Regions from separate parts of the Oryza sativa genome. Here region 2 is linked to region 1. The links are chromatin contacts, called in public HiCAR-type maps. All regions are on one chromosome and are shown on one strand. The core of a region is the stretch at or near the end of the contact, and the rest is flanking DNA. Distances in the headings are between cores, read along the strand shown. Region 1 holds the start of LOC4352497. Region 2 holds the start of LOC4352516 (cytochrome c oxidase subunit 5C-like).

Region 1 (7,639 bases), core at 2,847-5,346:
ATCCTTATACTGTGTATTTGGACAAAGGATCGAGATAAATCCCATTTCATATTAGGTTATTATATTTTGAGATGGAGGTAGTACAGTATATCCGAAATTCAGCTGCATCGAACCTTTTTATTTTGCATTAAATTGCATCAAGGATACAAACCATAGGTGGTTACTTTTGACAAGTCACCACCGTGATGCTGTCATAGAAAGTAGGAATGTTTGCTATTTTCAGGGAAGATAGCAGTAGGCAACATGCACCAACCACAAATCAAGCTACAATTGTCACAACAATTGTCACCATCATTATTTGTCACATCAAGACAAGATCATTGAAACTAATCACACTGTCACACGCACTACTGGCGTGTAGAGTAGTAGTACTATACTACGATTATTCCTGGGGAAGCCGCGTGGTTTTCATCAAGTCATTCCCCTCTCCCCCTCTTGATAAGCCAGTAAGACATCCACTTCGACGACTTGACTCTGCAATGGTCATTAATCAATCCTGTCAAATTATAGTTTAATACTAAGATCCTCTACAACATGATGCTATCTCATCCAATTCTGCAGTGGCAAATGCTCAGGCTGCAATTCCATACTAGATGACAAAATTTTCTTACAAGCATATACTCCCTCCGTCGAAAAAAAAAAGTCAAACCCTGTATTTCCGTGTCCAACTTTGACTGTCCATCTTATATGAAATTTTTTTATAATTCGTATTTTCATTATTGTTAGATAATAAAACATGATTAACATTTTATGCGTGACTTGTCTTTTTTTTTCATAATTTTTTTAAATAAGACGGACGGTCAAATGTTGGGCACGGAAACTAAGGTTTGTCTTTTTTTTTTGGACGGAGAGAGTATGTTTGAGGACGCAGGTTTCTTTAGATGGATGTACACAAACACAAAGCTATGGAACGATGAACAGGAATGTTCAGAGATATGGACAAAGGGGGAAATCGAATCTTTTGGGCGACCTTGTCCAATCTAATATGCTACTTGATGATAGTTTATTTAATCATCAGAAAAGCATGCAAAAGGTTGACAACGAGTTGCTACTACACTCTAATATGCTCTTAGCTTGATTTCTGTTTTTTTTTCAGAAATCTAATTAATATATCTTAATTGGTTTATCAGTTCCCCTGATATCTATTCCTACCCTTCCAAAATAAGATCATTTTTACCCTTTCTTATTTGTCCTAAAATAAATTTATCTTTTAGCAATTATTACATTGGTGTTTATGAAAGTAGAAGACATGTGCATTGGAAGTAGAAAAAATATAGGACAATTGCATTATGATTTGATGAAGTGGAGATATTCTTCTCTCTTTTTTTTAAATTGGTATGTGTGGAATGGGTGAAAAATAAACTTATTTTTGAACGGGGATAATATCTAGTTAGATGAGTCTTTACTAATTTTAGCTACACCCTACTTATGTTGCATCAAAAGTCGAAAGCTCGAAAACCATAGGGTGTTTTGAATGCCCCTATCATGTTTGCCATAGAAAAACAAGAACACATTACCTTAAAAAGAAATCAAAACAAGGACATGGGACTATGGAAACTAATCACAATGTCAGAAGTACTGGTGCTGTAAGCGTGTGCACCTGACGAGTAACGAGGACTATTTCTGGGGAATCCGCGTGGTTTTCATCGAAGTATCAAACCATTCACCTTTTCCCCTCTTGATATGCCAGTAAGCCACGACTTGATTCTGTAGTGATGATTAATCAACCCCGTCGAATTGTAGTTTAATGCCGACATGGGAAGAGTTCAGAATCATTCTTCTCTAATTTGGATCTCCCTAACCATAGGCACGCTTGTGTCAGCTTCTTGTTGTCACTGCTTCTTTTCCAGCAGAGAAAGAACAGCAAATCTTCAGACTGCAATTCTGTAGATGACAATATTTTCCTTCTGGGTTTTTCAGATGGATGTGCATTTGTTTCTTTCTTTCTTTTTTGTTTAAATCCACCACATTTCAATTGATGGGGAAGATTGCATATCAACACAACTCCATGGAGTTGGAGGCAGTTGTCCTATCCATAGCAACGCTAATTAAATTGGTAATGGTTAGTATTCAGTCATCTGCAAAAACTATAAACAGCACAGTTCAGAGATAGGGGCAAGTAGAAAAAAATTAAATCTTTTGGGCGACGGGAAGAAAACTTTGCAATTTTAGACACTGAATAAACAGGCATGCCACACGGCCTACATTGGGTTGTAGACAAAGCACCATGCATCCAGATTGAGCTTGAATCAACCAGCTCACTGCAACGGAAGTTGTATGCCTTCCCTGCAACGGATAAATTCATCTCACCTTGTGACAAAATTGCATCTCCGCAGTACAACAATCTCATGTCACAAACACACAGAAGATATAGCCATCCACAAAAACAGACGCATGAATATCTCAAGTCAAGGTAATTGGCTCTAGAATCGTCATTTGAGACAAATAAATCAGGTGTTTGTCTTTGTCAATCATCTCCTTGTAGAATAGTGCGGAATGTAAAGAGAGCTAGCTGCATTTGACAAAATTTCATGTGACGTATTACATTCAACCCATGTTTCCTACAACTGAAAGATGAGAATCGAGATGGTCTGCTTATTTCACAACAGGATCGAATTCTCAGATTATCATAGCTGTGTCGGCCTGAGGTTTTGCAAATCTGAGTTAGGGGATTACTGTTTCACTCTTTTGGCGAAGATGCCTGTCCAGAAGAAAGCCTCTCCGACCTCGCCTTGTTAGCTCTTTCCATGTAATCTTGGTGCGACTGATGCTTTGCCCCTGCAGTAGATGGAACAAATTGCATAATCAGTTGGTATTCATGTATCAAAAAGAGTATTCTAAAAATTTCATCATTTGTGGGTTACAGTCAACAAAAATCAACATTCATTCTCAACCAGAAACCAAAACATGCCTGCCCAGCCTAAAAGCACAGATCTAACTCATATCTAATTTTATGTTAAACACTTTGGTCACCCTGAAAATGTAGAGATGCGTATTACGAATAGCTAAGAGTTTAGTACCATCACACCACTCAAAAAAAAAAGGCAAGATCAAGTAGCTGTCCTTATATCAGTTATAAAAACTTCAAAATGAACACGGACACCTCAAATTGCTGATTGATCATCAAAACTTAACAGTAAAAGAAAGAGAGGGCATGAAACTGCGAGATGATAAGCAATGGTGATGGCAGTGACAGTGTCATGTGCACAATGTACATGGAACTAGCTGGATAGCTCCAAGGGTATTGTGCAAGGGATCATTATCATTAATACTCCCTCCGTCCCAAAAATATAAGAATCTAGGATTGGATGGGATATTTTCTAGTAGTACGAATCTCTTCGTACTGACGGTGACAATCTGAGAACATTGTGACAACAAGAGAGAGGAAGATCTCAAAACAACGAAATAACAAATGCTTAGTCTAGTAGCGCTGGTACTGAAGCAAAATAGCCTGTCACAAGTTGCAGTACCAGCCTGATTTGGTGAGATTACCAAGTTATTACGCTTACAATGCCTGCATTTTCCCAAAATTCGGCACGCAAGGGAAACTCCTAAATCTTCATAGCAATTCATATACGCCCCCAAGCAATCCCAAATTTCAAACCCGTTTCATTTCACGGGTCTCAAAAAACATACCAGATGCCATTATCACCACAGTATTGTACAATAAACTCTTGTGCGAAAAATCCCTTCGCTCCTAGAACCTAGTAACATCGTAGTTCCACACTACTGAGTTCATCATCAGCAACATGAACTGGTTCTCTGAACGGCTTGGGGGGTCAAATCAGTTCATGATGAGGGGAGGAAGAGAGAAAGCGATCATGCGGAATACCTCGGGTCATGAGGTACCAGGGGACGCCGAAGATGGCGGCGAAGATGGCGATGCCGGCGACGACGTGCTTCTTCTCGCCGCTGTACAGGTAGTGCTCCACCCGCGCGCGGAACCCTCCTCCTCCTCCGCTGGTGGCCTCGCCTCCTCCCATCGCTCGCCTGTTTGTTCGTGCTGCTGCGGGTTTGCCTTTGCTGTGGCGTGCCGGCGACCGCCTTCCGCCGCCGCCGACGCCGGTGAGCTAGGGTTTGTTTGGTGTTGGTCGTCGTGGGCCGGAGTGGATGATGGGCCCACTAATAAGCGATCACGAATTTAGCAAATGGGCCCTGGTTGGGTCGCTGCTGTTTGGTACTAGGCGATAAGAAATTTTGCAAATCGACCCCTGCTTCCCTATCTTCTCCTCTTGCCGTCCTCCGCGCTCTTCCATTTAGGGCTATAAAAAAAGCTCGAGACTCACAAGCTGCTTAAGCTCGACTCGTTCTAGGCTCGATTCGAGCTCGGCTCAAGCTCCAAACGAGCCGAGCCCGAGCCTGTCCCAAAGCTCGCGAGCTTTGTCGAGCCGAGCTCGAGCTTCTAACAAGCCTAGTAATATATAATTTTTTTGTTGCTATTTAATAAATTAGTAGATCAAATATGTTACTTGTATGCCTTGTATTAGCATCATATATTTATTTTATTCTTTTTCCTCTTCTACTAATATGATAAACCATAAATTAATTGTTTTTTAAAAATTATCCTTTGAAATATACACTGTTCTAATTAAAAATCGAGCTCGGCGGTCGATTGATTCCCCTGCTCTTGTGTGATCTTCTCTCTAATCCTCATCTAATTGCTCCCAATCCTGCATTCCCCCGGTCTACGGTTTCTCAAGATTTCAAGTAGCCGGAGTTTGTAATTGTTCGTAAAATGCTCACAGGTAACCATCAATCAACCCATGTTAAAATCTGAAGTTCAGCGAAAGGGCCTGTAGCCTAGTGGTTACAAGAGCCTTAGTAGCACCTGAGGTCCTGGGTTTGACTCCCTATGGGAGCAAATTTTCTAGGTTTTAACGGCTTTGTGATTTCAGTGGTAGGTGCTCAAAAAAAATTCTAAAGTTAAATTTTTTTTATCTGAAAAGCACAGGAGAACCACATCTCATTTCATTAAGAAGAAAGCAAATATTTACAAAACACTTCTCAAAAAGTAAAATCTCGACCAAAAACTGAAGTTTAATTTGGCATTAAAGAGTTCAAAATCATATATATATATATATATATATATATATATATATATATACATATATATATATATATATATATATACATATATATATATATATATATATATACATATATATATATATATATATATATATATATATATATATATATACATATATATATATATATATATACATATACATATATATATACATATATACATATATATATATATATATATATACATATATATATATATATATATCTTGCTGTTTAATACATTTTTTTTGCCTCCATAAATCTTATAACAAGATCAAAAGACAAGGGTCTAATTAAAGTATTATAACCCAGAATACATGGACCCTTGATGTTGCATTGTAGCGTGAAGATCCAATAAATGTAAAGAATCTAGACCATGTTTCCATATACAAATGAGCTCCCTAATCAGGGAAAAGAAATAAATACATCACAGATCATTTCTTTTTCTTTCTTTTGGCCAGCAGACATACCACCTGCATTGTTACAGACTTACAGTTACACATTACAAACACACCGTAGATCACTAATGATCTGCAGATGAATAAGATAGCCACAACCTAAATCAGAATTGCACACTGCAAATCTGTACACTACACTGACGAGACAACTGAGTACATAGCTGTGCAGCAACCTGATAACTGCATTGCCTTTTTTTTTTCTTTTTTTGGCATAGAAGAACTGCACTGTCAATTTGTTACTAACAGTTGTTATTGTGGTCTGATCCTGGAAATGGTAACCTGCTAGGCTCCTCCCCGTGTTGAGCACGCGATTGCGGCGCCGCCACCCATGGCGATGTAGCAGGAGGCATGCTTTCATGGAGTTGATGAACTTGGTGTTGAGCAGAACTCGATTCCTCTGAGGTGCCACCCAATACAATCCTCTCAAAGCTCGGCCACTGCAAAATGAATGCCGAGTCATGAACCATACTATGTAAAAATTACTGCAAGCACTGAGCTGTACACAGCATCCTGACAGTAATGAAAATAAAAATAAACAGAGCTGAATTGCTGTGGGTTTCACTAACGTCGATTGTATCAGAAGAGCTCATCAGCCTTTGGAGATCTTGTTGCCAATCAGGAAATGGCGTTGGTGCTTGATCTGCAAAAATTTGGAGTTTTAGATGTCATCGTATCAAAATGATTGATGCAGAATGCATGCACGAAGGAAAAGATAAGAGCTAAAGGGGTAGAGGGACTCGTTTGGGTATTTCTTAATGTTTAGCTCAAAGTTGAAAGGAAATTCACATATCCAAGCAAAACCCTACCAAAGGAAAATTGTGGAATCAGTAAGTACCTGGATAATCATGTGTGCTCACATCATTAGGATTAGAGGTGCTGCAGTCGCAGATTGCATTCGAGTAAAACGCCACACCATTGCACAAGTTTTCAGCTCCTATAGTTCCTTGAAATAAGAAATTCCGGCATCAATTGTGTGTGGTGAGGAAGACAAGAGCATTCAAAGAGAGTATCGTGTAGTGTGCACCATATGCGTCGAAGACCAAAAAATAACCAGGTATCCAGTAGACTAGTACAGCAAGTCTTTACTAACCTTGATTTGGCATCTGATGATCAGAACGATTTGATGGGCCTGCAGCAGCTGCTGAAGTTGGACTGATCGGTTCAGGAATGTTGTTTTTCATTACAAAATCGGATGGAATGTCATCCAATTTAGCATGTGCACGGTCTTTCAGTTTATTCACTTTTGTCTGCGTGACAACAACATATTTGTTTCTTATCGATTGGCTGATAAAGGAAACACAAATGAACATAGGATCATATGCTGCCAGAAAGATGTTGAGTTCAGCATGTACCTTTTGGGCTGGATCAAAATTTTCATATATGACATAATCACCACCAAATTTTGCTCCAACAATTTGATGCACACCGTTGAAGAAAAGTGTCGCATTTTCTTCTTCACTTTGATACGCTTTCAGCTCATGCTGGTCTCTGAGACAGCACTCCCTGGCATGCCCAACCATTTTATCCCATGAGTTCGTCTTCTTCTTCATCTGGAGAACCTGCATAGCAACAAATGGATGGATGTCATGAATCATGATGACAATAGTACGACAGCTGCAAACAAAATGTATGGAACATGTTTTACTTCTTCACGGAGCTTCTTGGCGTTCGTGTTCAAAGCCTTCAAGAAGTCATGCACTGTGAAGATTTTAGCCTTCTGAAGCCTCTTGTGGTAAGTCCCATCTTTGCAGATTTCCTCCAAGCGAAACACTTCATCGTCCAGCATTGGAGGATGCCTCTTCTCATTTGCTGCAAAAGACAAGACAAATGTGTCCTGGTAAAGAAAAAGCTGATTTGTTTTTAAGATAATGGATGCCATTCCGGCCTCTACACTCCACATGAGTGTCCACTGCTAAGAAACAGCTGCCTGAAAAAATGGAAAAAAAAAAGCACCTTCATTTCTGCGATCCAACACGGTAACTGGCTTCATGACAGCTTCCTGAACTCGGACACCGGTGTTTTCGCTCTTGCATACTCTTGCTCCCAAAATGAACATCCGACTGCGGGTCCTGGATGATCCTTCCTTGAAACGGATCTTGCCCAAGCGGTTTTCC
Region 2 (7,639 bases), core at 2,173-4,672, 330 kb before region 1:
TTGTGTCCCCAATGTCTAGGTGATGAGAGAGAGGGGCGAAATGGAAGGCCGTGAGGGCTCTAGGTTGGACAATTCGCTCACGAGGAAGCGCCGGAGCAGCAGCACGGCGAGGCGGCGGCCGAGGCCGGAGAGCAATCATGTCGTGGATGTGGAGCAGCAGCAGCAGCAGCAGCAGCAGCAGCAGCGAGACGGCTACTCCTCGTCTTCTTCGTCGGCGATTGGCTCGGATGAGGATGCCAACTCCGATGGGGAGGAGCACCAGAGGCGAGAGATCCATCTGAATGCCCCTTCCCCGGATCGTGCCGCGAGGCGTGCGGCGATGGAGGGCGGCGCTATGTCCTCCAATCCTAACCCGAGAAGCTCGCACAAGACCAAGGGGAGCAACCAGCTGCATTCCGAGGGCTCGGGTGGTGGTGGTGGTGGTAGCTCCAGGAAGGGCGAGAGCGGCCATGGTGCGGTTGTTTCGGCAGGGAATCGTGAGTCGTCGACCGGTGATAAAACAAGGAAGTTGAAGCTCAAGATCGGCGGAATCCGCCGTAGCGTGCCGGCGAAACCAAGCCCTGATATGTCGCATTCCAGGTCTTTGCCTGTGAAGCCTCCGCGGCCAGGAGATTCGCAGCAACGGCAAAAGCATTCTAGTCAGGTATGCGCCGAGTCATCCATTTCGTTTGTTTTGTAATCTACTTGCACTTTGTTGATTCATTACTTGATTTCAAGATAAATAAAATTTATATAATGGAAATTAGACGATGCTGCTATGACATAAATCTAGGCTGTGTACCTCTCCTGGTCAATTGGTCATTGTTTTGATCTTTTCCAATTTAGGGGGCATATGGGTTCTTTGCAAATCTCCTCCCTCTATTTTCTTCAACATGTGAGTATGTGACCTGTAATGATAATTGATGAAACAAAAGATGAATTACTTTCAGGCTGAAGGAGTAAAAGATTCCAGTAGGTTGGCATCTTCCCGAGACAAGAAAACCAAAAAGGAGAAGTCAATTGATGACGCGCTAACTCCAGAACAACCAGCCAAAGTTCACAGGGAACCATCTTCAGATCCTGTCCGGAAGAGTAGGAGGATTGCTAAGAAATCCATCTTGGACAGTGAATTAGATGAGGACTATGATACAAATATTCTTGATGATTTTGGAACTTCTGAAGGTGTGGAAGTCCATACTCGTGAGCCTGCAAAAAAAACAGGAAGTAGCTCTAAGAAGAATGCTGCAAAGAAAGCTAAAACTAAGAGCACATCATACGAGATCGATAATGATTTTGTTACCTCCAGATCAAAAAGGGATGGCAATAAAAGGTCTAGGGAATCTACTGATGCTGATAATAGTGAAGAGGAACCTACATCTGACAGTGAGCTTGATGCACAAAACAGGAAGCAGAAAGCAGTCACTGAATCACCTGCTAATGTAAGAAGCGAGCCTCTGACAACACGTCGCCGTGCCCTTCAATCATGGATGGATGGAAACAGCAACAGTGCTATTGAGTTCCCTGATGGTTTGCCACCAGCTCCTTCAAGAGGTACATATGCTGATATGCCTATCCTAGCTACCCTTTTTTCCATTAGAAAAGTGACACCTTCACCTTCAGTCCTGTGCTGATTTGTTTTGATTTGCGTTTTTTGTCAATCCAGGCAAGAAGGATAAGCTTTCTGATGCGGAAATGCTTGCCAAGAAGGCAGAGGCTGCTCAGCGGCGCAAGATGCAAGTCGAGAAGGCTACTAAAGAAAGCGAGGTCAGAAAAATGTTTGCCTGCCTTCCTTTTAAGCATATATTAAAGCCTCGATTTCAAGGTGTTCTCAACATTGTTAATCTCTGCAGGCTGAAGCTATAAGGAAAATTTTGGGCCTGGATTCTGAGAAGAAGAAAGAAGAAAGAAAGCAAAAGGAGCGAGAAGATAAGGTTTATTGCATCATTCGATCATGCTGTTTTTGTACCCTTATTTTCTCTAATGCGTTTTAGTACCCTTATCAATAATAGTACCCTTATCAATGTATCTTCTGCTACTAGCTTCTGAACTAGACTCTTACTTCCCCCTTCCAGGAGAGAGCAGCCAGAGCACAAACTATTCCTGAAAACACCATCAGGTGGGTCATGGGCCCAAAGGGCACCGTGGTTTCATTCCCGGAAGAAGTAGGCCTTCCCAGCATCTTCAACTCCAAGCCTTGCAAGTAATCCTCACAAACTCTGTACTCTTTCTTAAAGAAATCGCCCCAGAAATGTGCCTCATGACATATCATTTCTTATCACCGTTCATCCATCACGCAGCTACCCTCCCCCGCGAGAGAAATGTGCCGGACCATCATGCACGAACGCATACCGGTATAGGGACTCCAAGCTGAATCTCCCTCTCTGCAGCCTGAAATGCTACAAAGCCGTCAATGGCAACGCTTGATTGACGGGACGCTCGGGCCGTGCCTATTTCCCGGTTTCGCAATCAACTCTGATCTATAATGTTCCCTCAAGAAAGCATTCTCGTCTATATACTGGTGGAAATAAGATAGGATGATCATCAGCCGCGGAGATGCACATTTTTGGTTGAGTTGATAGAAAGATACAGCTGTCCAATAAGTGCATATACATGTGTATCATGTATGCATATTTACATACATATAGATTTGTCAACCTGTTTTCAGGGCTTGTGAGCAGATGTACTGCTGCTGCCCTCTGATACCTGTATTGCAGATAGTAGACATATACACATATGAAGGAGCAGAAATGTAGAATAAGTTGTTGTACCAAAGTTCCTTGTGTTTGTTCACTTCTTCATTCAGTTTATGCACACACTCGGCCATCATGTCGTTTGTGTATAACCCGATTGTAAATGCTGCAGAATGCAAAAATTTTAAAATTTGAAATAATGCCGCAGAATGCAAAAGAGAGAGGGAGAAAAAAAGAAAGCTAGCCTAAGTTAATTGTAAATGCTGCGTAATGCAAAAAAGGAATAACAATAATATTAAAAATTGAAATAATGCCTCAGAATGCAAAGATACTAAAATTGGGAATAATGTTTCAGACGGCAAAATATATCAAAATTCAAAATGAAGGCAAAATATATTAAAATTGGGAATAAAATTGCAGAATGCAAAGATATTAAAATTGGGAATAGTGTTTCAGACGGCAAAATATATCAAAATTCAAAATAAAATCTGGGGCATTCCGAGAATTGAACTCGGGACCTCTCGCACCCTAAGCGAGAATCATACCACTAGACCAAATGCCCTTGTTTGATTACTTTCTTCACATCAACCTATTTAAAACTATTTTATCCGAGCCGAGCCGAGCCGCTGCGCTGAGCTCGAGCCATGAGCCGGTGGCCGATCCAGTGGCCAAGTGGCGGGGGGCGGGCGCGTGGACTGGGCCCGCCCGCTAATTCGGGCCCTTTTAAGGGCCTTTCCGCAAAAACTCCCCTCCTCCACGCAGAAATCCAAAGGCTTCCTCCTCCTCTCCCTCGCGGCGGCGGCGCGGCGTCTATCCTCCTCCACCGGCGGCAAGGTCAGATCCCCCTCCTCCCTCTCCACCCCCGCCGATCCGTTCTCCCGCCCCCGATCGCTCGGCTGTATCCTGTTCCGTGTGGCCGATCCTAGCGCGCGAACCCTAGGTGGTGTTCTTTTTTTCTTCTTTTTTTATTCAAGAATCGTCTGGATCTGGTTTCTTGGTGAGCAAACGTTTAGGTTCGCGTGGGTGATCCGTTTTGTGATGCGATGTTGAGGGATTCTAGGCGGGGAGGATTTAGGTTTTACGTTAGGGAGGGGGGATGCGGCAGGTTACGCCTCGAATTTGATTTGCGTGGAGGGATTTGGTTCTTGGGATGTTGGGAGTTGTTAGTATGATTAATCGGTCACGCGCGAAGCTTTTTGTGTGAGATTAGTTCGTGTTCTTGCGAGTGGTGATGATAACGAGATGGTCTGTATTGTTCGCCTCCGCGATTCGGATTGGGGAATTGGTGGCGGAAAATGGGGATTTTTTCGCTGTGATAATTGGGTGTGGAAATGTTAGTAGTGATAGTGGTGGTGCTCGTTGACTTTGGTTGATGTGTCCCTTATGTTGACCTTCCCGAATCCGCATCACGAACGGAACAGCTCTGATGCATGATGGCTTGCTAGATAGCCTTTAGACAATGGAATGGCTATCTCCACCTTTCGGTGCCGCGCGTCATAGGATATAGGCTCATGCCCTCTGTGCATTGTTCATAGGGGGGCTTCTTATTCTTTGGTTCTGTAGTGTTGCATACCTGGGTTTTATTATGTGCATCATATAGTGTTACATATGTAAGGCTGCCATGATTCGTATCTTGTGCCAACTTGGCCTTTTTTGTCTTAGCGAGTTATTAGCTTCTAGTATTTGAGAAAGCATCCATGACGAGTGCTACCTTTTGCTAAGCACTTACATCATCGTATCCTTGTAGTGTTACTTTGTAAATTTATATCTGTTCTCGGCATGTGCATCACAGGCTTTGGCACGACAGTGCTTTCTTAATAGTTTCAAACTTCTCAAAATTGTTCAAAAACCCATGTTGTTTCCACAACAGTTAAGCACATTATGATTGGATATTCTACTTTCATCTGATGTTTGTGCAGCTTATAAGATTGGTCGAACATCATTTTGATTACATTGTTTGCACTTGTGCTGAACTGCTGATATTTACAGCCATCAGCAGTGAAATTATATGTTGATTGTGTTCTATGAGGTGTTAGAATTGTAAATAGCTTTTCTGCTGTTTAACCTTTCATGGGACATTTAACTTAACAAAGCACTTTAGCAAAGCTCTTGCCACGGTGGTGGTATCAATCTCTCCTATTGAGCACAACATAAACCTATAGACATCTTGGTAGATCTCTGTCAGTTATACCTAGCTTCACTATAAGCATACAGAAGTTAGCTTCCTGTTGTCCCCCTATTCCAAAATAGGAAATTTCTTGGTTGTATGAAGCTATCAACTTTCTAATGCAAACTTCAGTGTAATGAATTTGTCATGTATCCTTTTTTCTTTGGGTCTGCTTTGTTGGCAATGAATTTCCTGTTTTCACTGTAGTTGGCATTTGTTGGAGCTTATCTTTAACTCCTAAAATTTGTATTAAGGTGCAAGAAAATGACTTACTGCTACTCATTATAGTGACCTAATATACCTAATGATGTTGCATTGCACAAGTTTGATGTTGTCATTTGTTTAATTTGGTTCAAGGCTTCGTGTTTGAATGATGTGTAATTTGAACTGTAATTGTTGCATATGCTGGGATTGTGACTTGGTGAGAACCTGTGATCCTGTTTGTTTGATGTTAAGTGATATGGACATTCCTCCTAACAAATTTGCTTTGCATCGTTTGTGGCTGTGTCTTTCACTCTTTGGATGATTGGCAGGTTAGGTGAAGGGTATACTGTATACATTCGTTTTTGCATAGAGAAGCAATGATTAACCATAAGGCTAGAAGTGTTTGTTGTGCCATTTTTTTATTCGAAATGCTAAGATATCCCATAAAAGCATTTGTGGTGGAATTTGTTGATATTAGGAGATGAACTTGAGAACATGATTCTTTCGGTGATTATTGTTCTTGAGACAGGTTTCTGAGCATTGAGGAACCAGAGCCTCTTTCTTTACCATGTCTAAATATATGTTGGATTTAACATAGCTTCACTACTATTTCAATGGTTTTATTTAAGTTTTCTTCCAGTTTCAATCTGAACTTTTATGTCACTTCTGTGAAATTCACTCCGGTCACCTTTGGAGGGGCTTTTTATATAAAAAGAGTCATGGAATGGTGAACTAATTGTTTGTATGGACATTTTGCATTTATTAAAAGTATCTTGCTGCCCTAATGATATTCTCTCGGCCTGTTGCTGCTATGAAATCAGCTCACAGAATCTTATCATTTTCTGTAGGCATCTGAGCTCAACAGCAAGCAAATGGCAGGTGGCAGAATTGCACATGCGACCCTCAAGGGGCCGAGCGTGGTGAAGGAGATCTGCATTGGGCTCACCCTTGGGCTGGTCGCTGGTGGTCTGTGGAAGATGCATCACTGGAACGAGCAGAGGAAGACTAGATCCTTCTACGACATGCTCGAGAAGGGCCAGATCAGTGTTGTCGTCGAGGAGTAGTCTTTTGTGTTGAAAGTCTTTTGCCTTTGTTTTTTGCAAGTTATTTCTGAAACTCTCTGGAGAGCATGACAAAGCTAGTGCCGTGGAGATTGTCATGAAAAATAAGCATAGCAATTTGAGAACATTTGATCTCGTTGAATTTGCTTCTTTTCTTGTATTATCTTAAAATCTGTCTTTAATATATGCCAGTAACAGCTTAAGGGATTGGATGGCTTCCCCCTGACATTAATCTGATTTAGTTTCTTTTGCTTATTTTCCTGTCACCATTTGAGATTGTGATTATGCCCATCCTTTTCAGTGTGGATGCGATGGTGGAAATTGGATACCTAATGAGTCATTTGAAAATTTATTGTGTCATTGTGAGTGGAACAGGCACACCATCGCTCCTGACCTATAAACCGGTTCTGTTTTATTTGGTGATGTCAATGGTTTGGCCAAAGATGAGTTTTTAAGGTTTTCATGTGCTTTTCACCATCGCTTTTGCATGCATCATGGATTTGGTTTCTTCCCTGATTGATGTCATTTTCATTTTGCTTGCTTACATAGCAGACATTAACAATTATTGCTTGTTTATTACTGGGAATAGCTAAAGTGAGCAGGCAGTGTATGCTGATGCCCTTTGTGGCTATACCTCCTTTATGCCGTGAAAAAACAGAATATTTTTCGACCTAGTTGGTTTAATCTGTTTTTGCTTAGATGCCAAGCAAGAAATCATAGCAACATACTAGAAGTGTTATCATCAAGATTTCAGACAGAATCCAGGAAGATCTTTGAAACTGAAGATCAGCCCCTGCTTTATCCAATCTGATTGTTCATCTAACCAAAAACAAATTAAATTTGTTCACCTTGTTTTATGATTTGATATGAAGTCACTGTACTTTTTTTGTTTTGGCAGGAGCCCATGTGAAGCTGCAAATCTGGCAGATTCTTCAGCCAACAACTCCATGAGCCATGAACAACACATACCGTCAGACCAGATGAATTTCCAACGCAATTTTACATTGATGATCACAAGAGGAATTGATATAATGACATAGTTTATAACATTACATAACACAAACAACATAATTAACCCTTACAAAACACCACATGGACACAGACAAAAGACCATCACTTATTCAGACACAAAATCATCATCAGAAGAGTAGTAGAAGAAGACCATAGAGCAGCAGCAGATTAAAGCCTTGAAATTCTCAAAGCAGCCAAGAGAAGAAAAAAGATGAAGACTTCTTGATGCCAACCACAGCTTAGCTCAGAGCTCACTCTCCCATGGCGCGGCGTTCGTTCAGTACTGGAGCATGTGCGCGGCGGCGGGGCAGGGGATCTGCCATGGCCGGAGCAGCGGGTCGTCGGGGGGGCACTCCTCCTGGATGTCCATGGCGACGCCGCTGAACTCCTCGACGACGCGGAGCACCTCGTTGACGCTGCGCAGCCTGTCGCCGAGCTCGGCGGCGCGCGCCCGGAGCACCGTGTTCTCCTGCTCCACGCGCGCGTACTGCCCGGCGATTTCGCTGGCGCGCGCCAGCACGCGCGCG

Evidence for each region. HiCAR-type assays count read pairs that join an accessible place to other places.
Region 2: a HiCAR-type map of leaf shows a contact between it and region 1, with 7 times the contacts expected there. The contact joins the promoter of LOC4352516 here to the promoter of LOC4352497 in region 1. A contact is called at or near these places in 3 of 15 Hi-C or Micro-C datasets (leaf and leaf mesophyll) and 1 of 4 datasets of contacts at active chromatin or transcription factors (leaf).

The regions. Positions count from the first base shown.
Region 1 is chr12:23,325,727-23,333,365 of ASM3414082v1, reverse strand. LOC4352497 reads right to left here and starts at 4,096. Exons shown (of 2, transcript XM_015763285.3): 1 at 3,833-4,096; 2 at 2,400-2,778. The coding sequence starts at 3,983. The coding sequence ends at 2,681. It overlaps LOC4352496 (calmodulin-binding protein 60 A), which reads right to left. Exons shown (of 12, transcript XM_015763398.3): 6 at 7,479-7,639; 7 at 7,171-7,334; 8 at 6,878-7,084; 9 at 6,616-6,772; 10 at 6,361-6,459; 11 at 6,092-6,165; 12 at 5,427-5,962. The coding sequence ends at 5,765.
Region 2 is chr12:23,657,027-23,664,665 of ASM3414082v1, reverse strand. LOC4352516 (cytochrome c oxidase subunit 5C-like) reads left to right here and starts at 3,422. Exons shown (of 2, transcript NM_001423571.1): 1 at 3,422-3,503; 2 at 5,889-6,367. The coding sequence starts at 5,913. The coding sequence ends at 6,104. It overlaps LOC4352518 (serine/arginine repetitive matrix protein 2), which reads left to right. Exons shown (of 7, transcript NM_001423572.1): 2 at 20-643; 3 at 930-1,530; 4 at 1,643-1,743; 5 at 1,830-1,910; 6 at 2,052-2,179; 7 at 2,277-2,818. The coding sequence starts at 23. The coding sequence ends at 2,403. TRNAP-AGG (transfer RNA proline (anticodon AGG)) reads right to left here and starts at 3,231; the gene lies at 3,160-3,231. It overlaps LOC9271102 (ocs element-binding factor 1), which reads right to left. Exons shown (of 1, transcript NM_001423570.1): 1 at 7,083-7,639. The coding sequence ends at 7,390.